2 separate regions of the Mus musculus genome follow, and region 2 is linked to region 1. A link is a contact called in public Hi-C data. All regions are on one chromosome and are shown on one strand. The core of a region is the stretch at or near the end of the contact, and the rest is flanking DNA. Distances in the headings are between cores, read along the strand shown. Region 1 overlaps Arid2 (AT rich interactive domain 2 (ARID, RFX-like)). Region 2 holds the start of Scaf11 (SR-related CTD-associated factor 11).

Evidence for each region. Hi-C and Micro-C count contacts between places; a contact is called where the count stands out from the background.
Region 2: a Hi-C map of liver shows a contact between it and region 1, with 3 times the contacts expected there. The contact joins the promoter of Scaf11 here to the enhancer-like site in region 1. A contact is called at or near these places in 2 of 39 promoter capture datasets (liver and stem cell-derived epiblast-like cells), 1 of 484 Hi-C or Micro-C datasets (liver), 2 of 115 datasets of contacts at active chromatin or transcription factors (effector CD8 T cells and embryonic stem cells) and 2 of 9 other capture datasets (embryonic stem cells and liver).

Annotation. Positions count from the first base shown.
Region 1 is chr15:96,373,831-96,380,505 of GRCm38.p6, forward strand. Arid2 (AT rich interactive domain 2 (ARID, RFX-like)) reads left to right here. Exons shown (of 21, transcript NM_175251.4): 16 at 4,984-5,132. Among named protein-coding and RNA genes, the nearest start is that of Gm41408, 75 kb to the right of the region's middle. Within about 2 kb of position 3,566, at least 117 of the 459 cell types and tissues checked have an H3K27ac peak or open chromatin away from gene starts, as enhancers often do. A contact at or near this core is called in liver, where this site is marked.
Region 2 is chr15:96,457,259-96,464,602 of GRCm38.p6, forward strand. It overlaps Scaf11 (SR-related CTD-associated factor 11), which reads right to left and starts at 3,585. Exons shown (of 15, transcript NM_028148.2): 1 at 3,344-3,585. Gm41408 reads left to right here. Exons shown (of 2, transcript XM_030248866.1): 2 at 2,786-5,988. The coding sequence ends at 3,651.

The DNA of each region.
Region 1 (6,675 bases), core at 2,316-4,815:
TCCATCTTGTATCTCCAAAGTTGATACTTGGTTGCGAGGAAACAGGTAAAATATGCAGGAGGTATGCGAAAATGGAAAAAACAAAAACAAACCTACAGCTACAACTGGGTTCCTTTTGTGTGGTGGTTACAGTGGTGCCTGCCACAGCTGGGCATCTGTAATGGAGCAGGTCTACTTAAGCTCCACAGAGGAGCAGAAGACCCTACAGGGGCTAGGTACAGGGGATAGACTTCACCAACAGAGTCAGGGCTGAAAGTAGCTCGCTAGAGTCAGCTTGCTTCTAGGGAGACACTCCCTCTTTCTTGCCCAGGTTCTTTAGCTCCGTCCACAGTTCTGGTTGCATTTAGAGGCCTTGGTTTAATGCCATTTTGTTCACTATTTGAGTGGTAGTCTGCAGGGTCCAAGATAGAGTGTTTTTAATAGCATTTTTAATTTATTTTTGATTATTTATATATGATGTTTAACAGCAAATGTAAAGAGAATTTTTAAACTTGTACCTGCTTCAGAGTTCTGTTATTTATAGCTGTTCTTTTAAAATCTGTAATATTTGCAAGTTCCAAATGCAGCTCATAGAGCATTATTTCCAGATGGCCTACCCTCTGCATTCTCCATGCGTTAATGTCTGTTAGAAGCAAAGCAAACAAGCCCACGTGAACCTATTGTACATACGTACATTTAATAAGAGTAAAAAGCTTGATAGACGCTGAAACCCCTATATAAGGTGCTTCAGACCAAACATTTACAGATTTCATATTTTCTCTTCTTTAATTTTGAAATATTTTAAGAACGTATGAGATATCCTGAGGAACCAAATAGAAACACAAAATACATTTTTTATATATCTTATATATACACATATGTCATGCACACGCATGTGCGTGTCCTGTATGTGTGTGCACATGTGTGTGTGCATTTGTGTGTGTGTGTGTGTGTGTGTGCTTCAGCAGTCACTAGAGTCCAGTTGTCACAGTGTTCAGTTCCTGCCCACCCTGTTTCAATGTTAGCCTTACTCAAAGGTTAATACTAATATTTGGGAGGGATTTAAGAATGTCATATCAAAGTATTATCAATGGCTTCGACAATTGATAGCCATAATTTTCTCTTGAGCAGACAATAAAGGAAGCAAAATTATAGTTTAATAAAGTGAAGGGTATTATTTCTAGAAAGAAAACTGCCATATTCATGGACATTTTTGTTAATTTTATTTTATGAAGCAAATTACAATATTTTTTTACATTCTCTGTGTTGTATTAATTTTGCTACTTGGTTGTTCAAGCTAAGCTTTTCCCACATTGATTTTAAAAAGCATAATTTGAAAAAGCCCCGCCGGGCGGTGGTGGCACACACCTTTAATCCCGGCACTTGGGAGGCAGATGCAGGCGGATTTCTGAGTTCTGAGGTCAGCCTGGTCTACAGAGTGAGCTCCAGGACAGCCAGGGCTACACAGAGAAACCCTGTCTTGAAACTACCCTTCCCCCCCGAAAAAAAGCCCCTATTTTGTCTCAGTACTGAATGATAACATAATATTCCTCAAGAGCTGACCACGTCAAATATTTACTGAAGCTTCTCACATACGTGTCTGAGGGCTGGCTGCGGCTGGCTGGTCTTTCATGTTTACTGGAAATGAGAGGAAACCAGGTCTGCATTCTTGTGCAATAGCCCTTTTAGTATTAATATTACTATTATCTACTTTGTGAGTATGGGTGTTTTGCCTGCATGTATGTCTATGTACCTGGATCCTGCCTGATTCCCGTGGAAGCCATAAAAGGGCATTGGATCTCCTGGGACTGGAGTTGGGCGCTCAAGGTTGAACCCTGGTCTTCTGGAAGAACATCACTCCACCACCCCCTAAGATCTAATTCTTAAAACATTAATTTACTTAGTATTTAAAGATATATATGTATATTTCTGCAAAGCCAGAGCCAGCTGCCTTCAGATCCTAGTCCTGTTTTGTGGTTTAGGATTCCTCTGTTCCTCCCTTGACAGCAAACATTTCATTTTACTACATTTCTTTTTACTTCTTTTAAATGGCTGCATGAAACTCTTAGTACCAGGTCGTGCTTGGCAGTGTGCAGTGCTTCTGCTCCCTAACCGGCTCACAGTCCAGGTTCCGCGGGCTTCTTTTTAGAGAGAGTGTGTTTTGATTTAAGTTTGTTTGAATTAGGACCCTAAAATGTTCACATTGCATCAGTATGTTTTTTATTCATTCTTAATTCACAGCTTAGGTTAACGTCAGTCATCCTTTCCATATCCCTTATTAATATTTGGGGTTAAATTGTCACATGATGCATTGTTTCTCAGTTCTTGGTGACCTAGTAAGACTTTCAGAATCATCAAAAAGATAAAAATCTTGGCATTTGTGAAAGTCAAACACACCTTTATACACACACTGGACAGTCAGTAAAGCTCACAATTTAAATGGCAGTAGTGTCCACATCAGGAAAACTAGGGTGCTTCCTTTAATTAAAATGTTAGTATGATGTAATTTCTCACTCTTGAGATTTATACTTGGCAAGGTTCTCTTCTCAGTTACTGAATTCACAATTTTCTATTCAGAGCTCTTGTTTTAAGGAAGTGATTTGACCATGTGTTGTAACCTGTTGAGAAACACATGTGTAGTAGGTTCATCTTACCTCTGAACTCGAAACCTGTGTTTTTCTTCTGGATTTCTCTATTATAATGGCAATAGTAACATGTATATTGGAATGAGATTCTAGGTGCCTCGTGTATGGTTTCATTTCATCACACTGTATCTCCTATACTCACAAAAGGAAAAAACCAAGGTTCAAGGAAAGTAATGAGGCTGCCCAGGTCACACGGCCTGTTGAAGAAGGGCACACTGACGATTCAGGGCTGGCAAGGTGGCTCAGAACATAAAACCATTTCTGAAACCCATGGTGGTAAAAGAGAGCTGACTCCCCAAAGTTGTCCTCTGCCTTACACGCACACACACGCACGCGCACATTCACGCACGCGCGCGCACATGCACGCACGCGCGCACACACGCACGGACACACCCCCCCACACACACACACACACGCACGCGCACACGCACACACAATTGATGAACTTTTGTTTAAAAAGCAGACTGAAGAGTTGTGTCCTGTCCTGATGTGTTGAGCTGGAAAGTCTCTTTTGGTGACACCTGCGTCACTCTAGCTCTCACTCTCACGTTTCAGAGGTGAGAACTCATCACAGAAGCAACTTCAGCTCCAGAGTAGGCTCCCCGAGCTTAGAACACAACATTCCAGAGTAGGCTCCCCGAGCTTAGAACACAACATTCCAGAGTAGGCTCCCCGAGCTTAGAACACAACATTTCTGCTGGTTTTCTTTCTCTTTCCTGTCTTTAAGGGCAAGTTTTCCCGTATCCCATACTGGCCTCCAGCTCAGCAGAAGATGACTTTGAATTTCTGATCAGCTGCCTCTACTCCCAAGTGCTAGGGTTAAAGGCCTGTAAATCCCAGTGGTACAGTACTTGCTAGCATGGGCAAGAGCCTGGGTTAGAGCCCCAGCCTTCCAGGGTAGCACACTACCACTCCTGGCTTCCTGTGTGAAGTCAGCTCCGGGGCTGTGTATGCCAGCCAGGCACTTTGCCAACTAAGCCTCAGCCTCAGCCACAGGACTCAACTCCAGACTTCTCACTTCTGTTTATGTTTTATCCGTCTGCACCATTATATAGCCCTGTATGGTTTTGGTTTGGCTTAGAAAAAGAGCTGTGGTTTTACTCTTGGGGACCCAGCACTTTCAGTCCTTGCTGCCTGTGCTGACGTCACCAGTGAGTGGACAAACGCAGTCGCTGTCTTACCAACCTGCTAAACAGCTCTTGACTTCCATAAGAAATTTAACTTGTTTTCTTTTCAGGTATCTCAAGAAAATGGCTGACCTAAACATTTTAAAAGATACTCTATTAGTGTTTTTTTTAAGTAAAAGGCATATGATATAGGACATAACAGAGGTTATATTTAAAAGACTGTGTGTCTACTTTGTGCTAGTGTTACCGTCACAGCTGTAACTGCCAGCCAGGCACGGTGGCATGTGCCTGTGATCGCGCATCTGAGAGGTGCTGCCAGGAGGATTGCGTTCCAAGCTGTCCTGGGCTACCTGGCAGTTGAAGGCCAGCTTGAGCAGCACAGCAGGGCCTTGCCTAGCATCGGGAAGGTTCTGGCTCGGATCCTTAAGGCAAACTATAAACTGAATATCCTCCAAGATTAAGTTGGTAGACACTTTACTCTGAATTATTTACTATTTTTGATATTCTCCTTACATGGTTGTGTCATCATTACTAACTCTGACCTGAGGTTTGCTGTGATTCATGTTGTGTCACTGATGAAATCTGAGGGGAAAAGAATTATTCTAAGCAATAATTTGCAGCTGATCTGTTCTCGACAGGGCAAGTAAATCGTAAGGCTTTGTTTTCATTTCAGGCTATAATTGAGTTGCTTCTTACTACAATTCTTAATTTGAATAATACAGTCTGTTGTCCATGTCTACCGCTTCCATGTCCATGAATTTATAACTTGAATCAAAAATAGCAGAAAACAATTCTTTACTGACCATGAATTGGAGAACGCGGTGCAGCAGCTCTTTGTACTTCTGTGCATTTGCGATATTTGAATGGTGGTGTGGAATCGAGAAATGACCTAGTATACAGGGAGACATGCACACTGAGACATAGGGATTTTGCCATCTATATAAATGCAAACAGATCTTGATATCCATGGGAAGTCACAGAAGCCAAGATGTCACAGATGTCAAGAGATAACACAATGAATAATATTGCTTCTGTGGTTACATATTTTAAAAGGAGCATACTTCCTAACCTTTTAATAAAAATCATCTTTTTAAATGTAATCATTAACTTGAAATTACAAACTGTACAAAAGTTTTATGTTAGAATTGTGTACCTGTCACTAATGTCCTTATAGAGTATAGAATGCTGTTTTCTGGTGTCATGTCACAACCTCTATTTGTGCTTTTCCACAGAACACTCCTATGCCACCTTCACCAGCTGTACAAGTGCAGGGCCAGCCTAGCAGTTCTCAGCCTTCTCCAGTCAGTGCGTCCAGTCAGCATGCAGATCCAGTGAGAAAACCTGGGCAGAACTTCATGTGTCTGTGGCAGTCTTGTAAAAAGTAAATGGCGGGGTTTTGTTGTTGTTGTTGTTGTTGTTATACAAAAGCATACTTTGTTTTAGAGTGCTTTGATATTTAAATTTCTGTCGTGTATATAGTTTATAACATTTTGTTTTCTGAAACCAATAACTTCTAATGAAAAGTCTTTTATGTTGAGAGTTACACTTACCTGGAACAAGAGGCATGCTTCAGCTGAAAGGTCTGTATCCGTGTCAGAAGGACTCGATTGCTTCATGCTAGTAAGGAATTTTGATCAATTAAGAACCTGGTTTTAAGCCAGGCATACTGGCACAACTTAATCCCAACACTCAGGAAACAGAAACAGGCAGATCTCTGCATTTGATGCCAGCCTGGTCTACATAGCAAGTTCCAGGCCAACCACAGCTTCATAATGAAACCCTGTTTCTTAAAGGGAGGGGGGTGGGGCCATTATAGAGTGGAGTGTGCAGTCGTTCCTGCCTGTAATCCTAGCACTCAGGGATGAGGCAGTAGAATTGCCAAGGGATCGAGCCCAGCCTGTGCTGGGACATCTGTCTTAAAGAAAAGAAGAACCAAATTTGATTGTGTATTTTCTAAGGTTAATATAGTGAGAGCTGTAAAACTTCTGGAGTTACTTTTTTTTTTAAACTAGTAATTATTTATTAAGTAATCACTAAAACTACTTAGAAGTAATATTTAGAAAATGAATTTTATCTTTAATTTTGAACATTGTTCTTGAAGTCATGCCATTTCATAATTTAGTAAGTAATATAAATAACAAATAGAAATGAACTTACTGTGTATGTGTGTGTGTGCGTGCGCGCGGTGTATGCATGACGTGTGTGTGTGTGTGTGTGTGTGTGTGTGTGTGTGTGTGTGTGAACCAGGAACTTGCCATCTCGGCTAAACTGCCGGAGAGCTCCCCGAGATCCCCCGTCCTGCGAGTGACACCGGCCTGCTCTGCATTTATGTGGGTCAAGTCCATTTCCTTGTGTTGGTGCAGCAAGCACTTAGCACACTGAGCCATCTCCTAGCCCCAGGACTAACTCACTTTACCCCGTTTGTGATGCTGGGTGTGAAGCAGAGGGAGGGCTTTGCATTCACCGAGCAGGTACAGGGACTGCTTCTATAGATGTTGGACAAAATCGAATGTTTCTTTCTTTCCGTCAGCAAGAGCTGAGCCAAAGCCCTTTGCCTTCAGTCACTCAGAACTCGAAGCCTTGGGCACTGATTTTAATAGGAAAGTAGTTTTCATTTCTTAAGAGAACAGAGATTCCATTTTCATAGCTTAATATAATTATGTTAGCTCTTTTTATTTTATTAAAGATAATTGTATTTGTTAATTTCATATACAGGGTTTTGGTATGGCCATGCGTCTTCTTCATAGCCTGGGGGTTGTTCAAGCAAAGCCAGTGCTTATCAAGCTTACAGCTCCACACAGCAGTGGCACATGTATCTTGACCAATGGCTTTGTTTTTTTGTTTTGTTTGTTTGTTTGTTTGTTTTTGTTCTTTTCAATGAGAAAAATGAATAAAGTACAGATTCATCCGTGTTAGTCAGGGTA
Region 2 (7,344 bases), core at 2,335-4,834, 83 kb after region 1:
GAACACACTTTACCAAGTTGTCCTCTGAACTCCAGCCATTGCACATACACTTGCAATGTAAAGAAAAAGCTAAGACAAAACCTGTTCCCATGGAAGTTGCATTAGACTGAAGAAACATAATAAACGTGTTAGATTAACAGCAGTATGTCAAAAAGAGATAAAATGCTGTGGGGGGAAAACGGACATAAAATTGAATAGGAAGGGTGGCAGATGGGGATGCTGCTTCAGATGCAAGAGTCAGAGAACACCTTGGTAGCCCTGGAGAAACGTGGTTGGAGAAAAGGGAAGAAGATGGGGTCAGAGAAGAAATCTAAGTAACTTCAGAGCTATGGAAAGGCCACAGTGATCTCCTGGGACTGAGAAAGAAAGCCATTTGGGAAGGTAAGTAACACAAGCTAATACAAAAGGTTCATTCTGGCTTAAGAGTGTTAAAGACTGTGGGTTAACAAAGATAAATGGTGTTGTCATGTTTGTCTTATTAGGAAGTTATTTTCCAAGCAAGAGAGGATGGTGTTTTAAAATTCTCACACTGAAATTTTATTGTGTCATAACTTTAATTTCTAAAAAGGGACAAGTCAAAGGTAATTCTTAGGAATAAAATTCAAAATATATTTTTCAATTAATGTATTACTATTGTGCTAGGGGTAGGGGTGTACAACATGGCACACATACTGAGGCCAGAGAACAACTTCCATCTTTGTATGAGTTCCAGAGATTGGACGCTCAGGTGGCCTTTACCCAGTGAACCATCTCAGGCCCACAAAAGCCCCTACTACTAGACCATGGTACTGGCTATTTTACCTCTAGACTCTTCCGCTTACTACAGTCACCACTGCCCAGATGTGAAACAAAGTGCAAGGTGAGGAACAGAATTTTAAGAATTTGGGTTTGGAGACTAGAAAGATGGCTCAGCAGTTAAGAACACTTGCTGCTCTTTGAGAAAATCAGGACTCAGTTCCCAATACCTACGTCTCGTGGTTCACAACTGTCGGCTACTCTAGCTCCAGGAGATCACACACCTTTTTCTGGCCTCCAAGGATAAATATAAGTAAATAAACAAGGTAAATGTTTAAAAAACAAATGACCTGGGTTTTAAAGCTAGTACAACTGTAATTCCCAGCACTTGCGAGACAGAGGCAGGAGGATCACAAGTTCAAGGCCACCATGAGCTATCTGATGTATAAAACTCATCTGGCCTGGCAGCGGTGGTGCACACCTTTGATTCCAGAACTTGGGAGGCAGAGGCAGGTGGACTTCTGAGTTCGAGGCCAGCCTGTTCTACACCTCATCTGTTTTTCAGTAGACAAGGTAAGACAAAACACCACTTACATCCCTAAAAGACAAGAGCAGAAGCTGGGAAGCACAGTGCACATTATTTTATAACTAGCTTGTGTTACTTTGAGGCACACTGCCCTCTTAGAATGGTGGTTTACAACTATCTTGCATTAAAGTACCTAAAATGTGCAGGCTGATGGGTAGTTACCATTATACTTCATTACTAAAGGTATATGTCAGGGATGACAGCAGGTTAGGTAAGTTTTCATGAAAACCGCTCGTAAACTATCCGTGCTCCAGGAAGATGGGAAAATTGGGAATACCCAATAGAAGGCCCAGAACCACGTGAGGGACTTCCAGGAAGAAAACTCTTAAAAGTTTTCTCTTAAAAATTAAGTAATTTACACTTTCTTTTGTATTTTTCTCCTTTGTCATGTTGAAGGCTGCCTTTGCAGTATATTTACAGAAGGGCAAAGAAAAAACTATTAGCTAAAGTGAAGCTACAGTAGGAACTGCTAATCTTTGAAACTCTGACCACAAGAGGGGCAATGGTGGCACACACCTTTAATCCCAACACTCTAGAGGCAGAGGCAGGCGGATTTCTGAGTCTGAGGCCAGCCTGATCTACAGAGCGGATCCAGGATGGATAGGGCTACACAGAGAAACCCTGTCTTGATAAACAATGAAGAAGAAGAAGAAGAAAAAAATGACTGCATAAACAAAACGCAAATTAATTCATATCTAAAGATATTTTCAATTTTTCTTTTTTGTCTATTTGGGCAAAAAATAAAAAATAAACCAACAATAACAACAAGAAAACTACTTTTTCCTTCTGTTTTAAATAATAATAAAATGGTTAAGCCAAGTGCCAAAGCAGAGGGGGAGGTGGGGGTGGAAACATGGTGTGGAGAGACAGAATTACCCAATAAAATTTTATTAAAAATACCGGTTAAATGAAAGGGCTAAGAATCTATTGCCTTCACTGTTGTGGGGCTGCGGCAAATAAATCATACATGAGTTATCTTTTCCTTGAAAAATGAAAAAAAACGTACTTATTGATATACTTTCCCCAAAATTCAGAGAAAACTGCCCAAACTGGGGGAAATTTGAATACTACCATATCTTAGTCAAGGCATACTAAAAAACTTTCTCGTCAGTTTTCGTTAGTTCGCTGCTAGTATATAAGGATGGTAGCCAAAATGTAATCCAAAATGAATGAGAAGCAGCCGCGGTTTTACGTAGTACGATCAGCATGTAAAACTTGCATTCTGTATTGTTTACTACCTCACACACGCAGATGATTAGCCGGACTACCGGAATACGATACTGTACAGATCAACGCATGGGGAGTGTAGGTCACCATTTCAATCTGGGACTGTTGCCCTCAATTGCAACCAGGTGTCTTTTAAATTAAATTCTTCGAGATCCGTGCGGAAGACGAGCGTGCATTGGCCAATCTTCTAATCGGTACTCAGTCCCCGGCTCTAAGGCGGGGTTGAGCGGGGCTGAGTTTCGATCTCCCGGCCGGTTGGACCGCGGGCAGCCCGGGCAGCGGGTTTTAAAAACGACGGCGGGGGTGGGGAGGCGGCCGCCGAGGGAGGGAGGGAGAGGCCGAGGCCAGGCGCCGGCCAGCGCTTCCTCGTTCAGGCGCCGGGGAGGTCACAGCCTAGTGAAGTTTGGTTTCACAAGCGGGACCCGGAGGCTCGGGGACGAACGCGAACTCCACGGGAAAGCGGGCCAGCCTGGGAGCGCCCGGAAGCACGGCCGACACGTTCCCACTGCGGGTGGGGGAGCTGCGGGCCGGGCCTGGAGCCCCTTCCTGCCTCGGCCGAGGCCCCGCAGCCCGCGCCGCCCCGCTCTGCTCCTAGGCCCCGCGCGCGCCCAAACTGGACCTCCGCCCCGCGCCGCCCGGGGCCGCGGCTCCCAACTTTGCTCGCAGCGAAAGACACCGCCCGAGCCGCGCGCGAGCCCCAAACTTTGCCCGCCCGCCCGGCCCGCGCCCCCGCCGCGCCGCGCTGCGCTGCGCCCCGGGGCGCCTCGTCCGCTCTCTCCGGCCCGCCGTGTTTACCTGAGGCCGAGGTCCCGCGGCCGCGCCGGCGCAGGAGGCCCGGTCTCCGTCAGTCCGCCGCTAAGTTCTGCACCATGGACTCCTCCGGCCGCTCGGAAGCGCGCGCGGCCCGCGGGCTGGCTCGGACGGCCGGGTCGGGAGCACGCAGGCAGCCACGCAGCAGGAGACCCGGGCAGGCGGCGCTAGCTCCGCGCCGCTTGCGCCACCGCCGCTCCCCTCCCCCGCCGTGTCTGGCGGCTCCCTCCCTTTCTCCCTCCCTCCTTCCGCGGGGCTCAGCCGCGCCGCCACAGGTCGGCGCACTGTGGTGACGACGCGGGCGGGCGGGCGGGCGGGCGGCTGGACCCGCCGCACGCTACCTGCTCGCGGGCGCTGCCGTACTCCCCCGGACCTCCAGGGGGCGCCCGCGAGCCGCGACGGACGGACGGACGTGGTGGGCGGGGCACGCCGCCCGGCTGGAGAGCGGGAGCTCCGGCGTCTGCGAGTGGCCGGGGCTTCTGGGAAACATTCTTCTTGCCCCGCCCTCTTGCCGCTCGGAGCGCTACGCGCACGCGCCGTGCTCAGTCCTCGCTCCACCCCTTTCCCCCTCATCCCCACCCCCGCCCCTGCGCCCTGGCCGCGCTCTCTCTGGTCGTGGCCTTTCCTGGCAGGCTCCGTGGGCGACAATAAAGATGTTTTGGAGAGACTGCAGTCCCGAGAAGAACTCGTGCGTAGTTGGCACGGATGAAGTACTCCGCCCGCTGCACGTGCGCGGCGGCCTGCCAGCCCGGGACACACTCCCACGCCCTAAGCCCGCGTCCCCGAGGCTAGCCGAGCCTGGCTGGCTTTAAGTGCTTCCACTTTCAGTCACTCTGCGATGTCCTCCTGCCCTGCAGCGCCCTCGGATCTTTTGTTTCACCTCGGAGGTGTCTTTACAGGCTTTTCGTCAGGCGCTGGCTTTTTCACCCCCTGCTCCACGCTCTAGCTTTTCCTAGTTGTCCTCTTGCAATCCACGCTGTCGCCTGGCCACCCCAACCCAGGCTGTTCCCTCCCTACCTCCAGCCCAGCAGCGTCCCCTGCCCTCCTCTCTGATCCTGTCGCTTCCCTGGCATCTTCATCCTGTGCTACTTGGCTGTTCAGTGCCCGTCACGTCACACCGAAGTTTGGGATGATGTCTCGTTAAGCTCTTCACAGAGCCGAGCACCAGCAAGGGACTGGGTAAATAACCGCTTAGGAATGCAATGAATGGCAGCCTTGTCTCTCCCAGTGTCAGTGAGCTATCTTCATAGGTTTGGAAATGTGGTGTTCCTGTGTGCAAGTATTTCGCAGTGATTTAGAGGTGTTAAAATACTTTGTTCTGATGAAACAAGACTTTCTGAGGGACCTTTCTCTTGTAATGACGACGAATGAAGCTGGTGATTAAGAAAACCTAAAAACCTGTTGAAACTGTTGTGTGACAGAATCAAGTCAAAGGCACTGTTAACCATCCTGCAGAGATAAAGTTTAGCTTTCCTGTGTACACTCGGGGTCCAGAATTCACCCTAGAGAATTTTATCAGTAAGAGCAATTCCCGGTGAAGATGTGATATTCTTTTGTATGTATTTTATTTTGTTTTTAATGCAGAGTCTCACTGTGCAGACCGATCCTCAAACTCCACATCTCCTACTTCAAATTTATTGCTCTACCTTTTGTGTTCGCAACATTTAAAATTCACTCTGTAGCCATCGTGCTGGGTAACAGAGCACGAGAAAAGGCTCCTCCTGCCTAACTGCCCTTTGACCACCTCCCGCCCCCATCCACCTCCCCCTCCACACACACAATACTTACCTAACAGAAACGAAGGTGCATTGTAATATAGGCTGTTTCTTGTTCCCCAAGAGAGAGACCCTGCCTATTTCTATATATGGTGTTCTCCTCTTTACTGTGTTTGCATGATAAGAATGTGTTTTGTTTCCTTTTTTTTTTTTTAAATTTATCAGAGAGGGTAAATATAAAACAGATGGATAATGTCGATGGCATACCTGTTAATACTTTAGACTCATTTATAATCATAAACAAGTGAGGGCTAGGGAGGTGGCTCATTAAGTGCTTACCACACAAGCATGAGGACCTGAGGTTGACTCCCCAGAACCCACAGAAAGTTGGGCACCATAGCAGGCATCCGTAATTCCAGGGCTTTCACGGAGAGACAACAGGAGAGACCTCTGAAGCTAGCCTGCTGTCAGAGACAACAGACCCTACCTGTAGAGTGTAGAAGGCAAGAATTGATACCCAAGGTTGTCCTCTGACCCCACTTGTGCACTGTGGGACACACACTTTCACGAGTACACCACAACAGAGAAGTACCCCATGAACAAACATGTACATACAGAGAGCATTTTAGTTTATTTTTTATGTATATGGGTATTTTGCTTACATGTATGTCTGCACCACATTCTTGCAGTGCCCATGGAGGCCAGAAGAGGAAGACAAGGTGTCTGGGGCTGGACTTCCAGGTGGAGTTATGAACCAGGTTGTTGTTGCTGATACTCAAACCTAGCTCATCTGGAAGAGAAATGCTAATAACTGACCTGAACTATCTCTCCAGTCTCCCTCCCCCTCCCCCCCAAAAGAGATTTGCTAAGATCTACAAATGGTGCACATAAAAATACCTTCATTGAAATTCTCAATTGTGTTGCAGTTTCTCGGGCAACCATCCTTTCACAGTGTGATAGAAACCCATAGCATTGAAAAACCAAAAACAAACAAACAAACCCATAGCAGCAGCTTTGAAAATGAAAGGTGATCGGTCAATGTATACATTTTTATGGGTTCATCAGAAATAATTGCTATAATCTGTCTTTTATGAATGTAACACAAAACAAAATTCACATTAAGAGAAGAAGAAAAAAGAAATCATGGAATAAAGACCTTGGGTTACTTAACCCCTTGGCAGTTTTAAACAAATAACCCCGTGTTTTATCTTCGATTTTTATATAACAGGAGGTTTTCAATTTAATCTGTATAGTGTGTTTATGTCAATAAAAATTTACAAATTCAAAAGGTATGCAGTTAAGACTCATGGACAAAATGTGGTCAAATATGCAATGTCCATATAACGAATGGAAACTAAATGCTATAAGGAAAAGTTACAGGAACTTTCACAAAATAATATAGCTTTATTAAAACCAATATTCCACTCAAGAAAGATGAACCTCCAGATACAGTCTCTTAACACTAATCAGCGTAACCAAATACAGACAGAGTCAGTGGTGTGCCCGCATTGGTGTGCACAGGGGTTAGCATTCTGCATTGTAAGTCAATAAAGCAAGCCCTCCTAGCTCCAGCCCCAGCCACTGGGAAGTACACATAAATGATTGTACACTCTGCAATAATACCCTAGCTGTGAACTTTGAATCACGTGGTAAATTGCCATCCGCGTGGGTGACACCAGAACCCCGCAGCCCTAGCACCAAATTCAGTGCTGTTCAATCTTGGCATCAGCTGTTCTCACCGAACAAATACTGTGGCCGACCACTGCTGACGTGATCAAGCCCGTATCATTTTACCCATGTTACCACCTGTCCAAGGTCCATCACCTTCGAGAAAAGCTCTTGCGCGCGCCAGACTTGACCAGCAAGAACGACGCTGCAACAGGATCCTTCTGCACACGTTTATTGGGAGAGCTTGATTGCAGAGGCGAAAAGACCCCGAGCCCAGAACTGATGCTGTTTATATAGGCCTAGGAGAGGCTTGTCTCACACCCGGATTGGTTATGCACTATGCCTCATTTGCATGTTCCTCATCTGATTAGCTACTCTCTCTCTCTGTACCTCACAGAGCCTCATTATCATACCTCATTTGCATGTCTCACATCTGATTGGTTATACTCTCAAAGCCTCATTATCATGCCCGGGCCAGGCAGTGTCTTTGCAAAAAACTTTACTGCATATGTACACATTGGTTGTTTGTCCAAACTTATGCGTGGTGGCCAGCAGTAGTCAGTGCCACTCTGCAACGGCACATGTGGCTTCCCACAAAAAGCT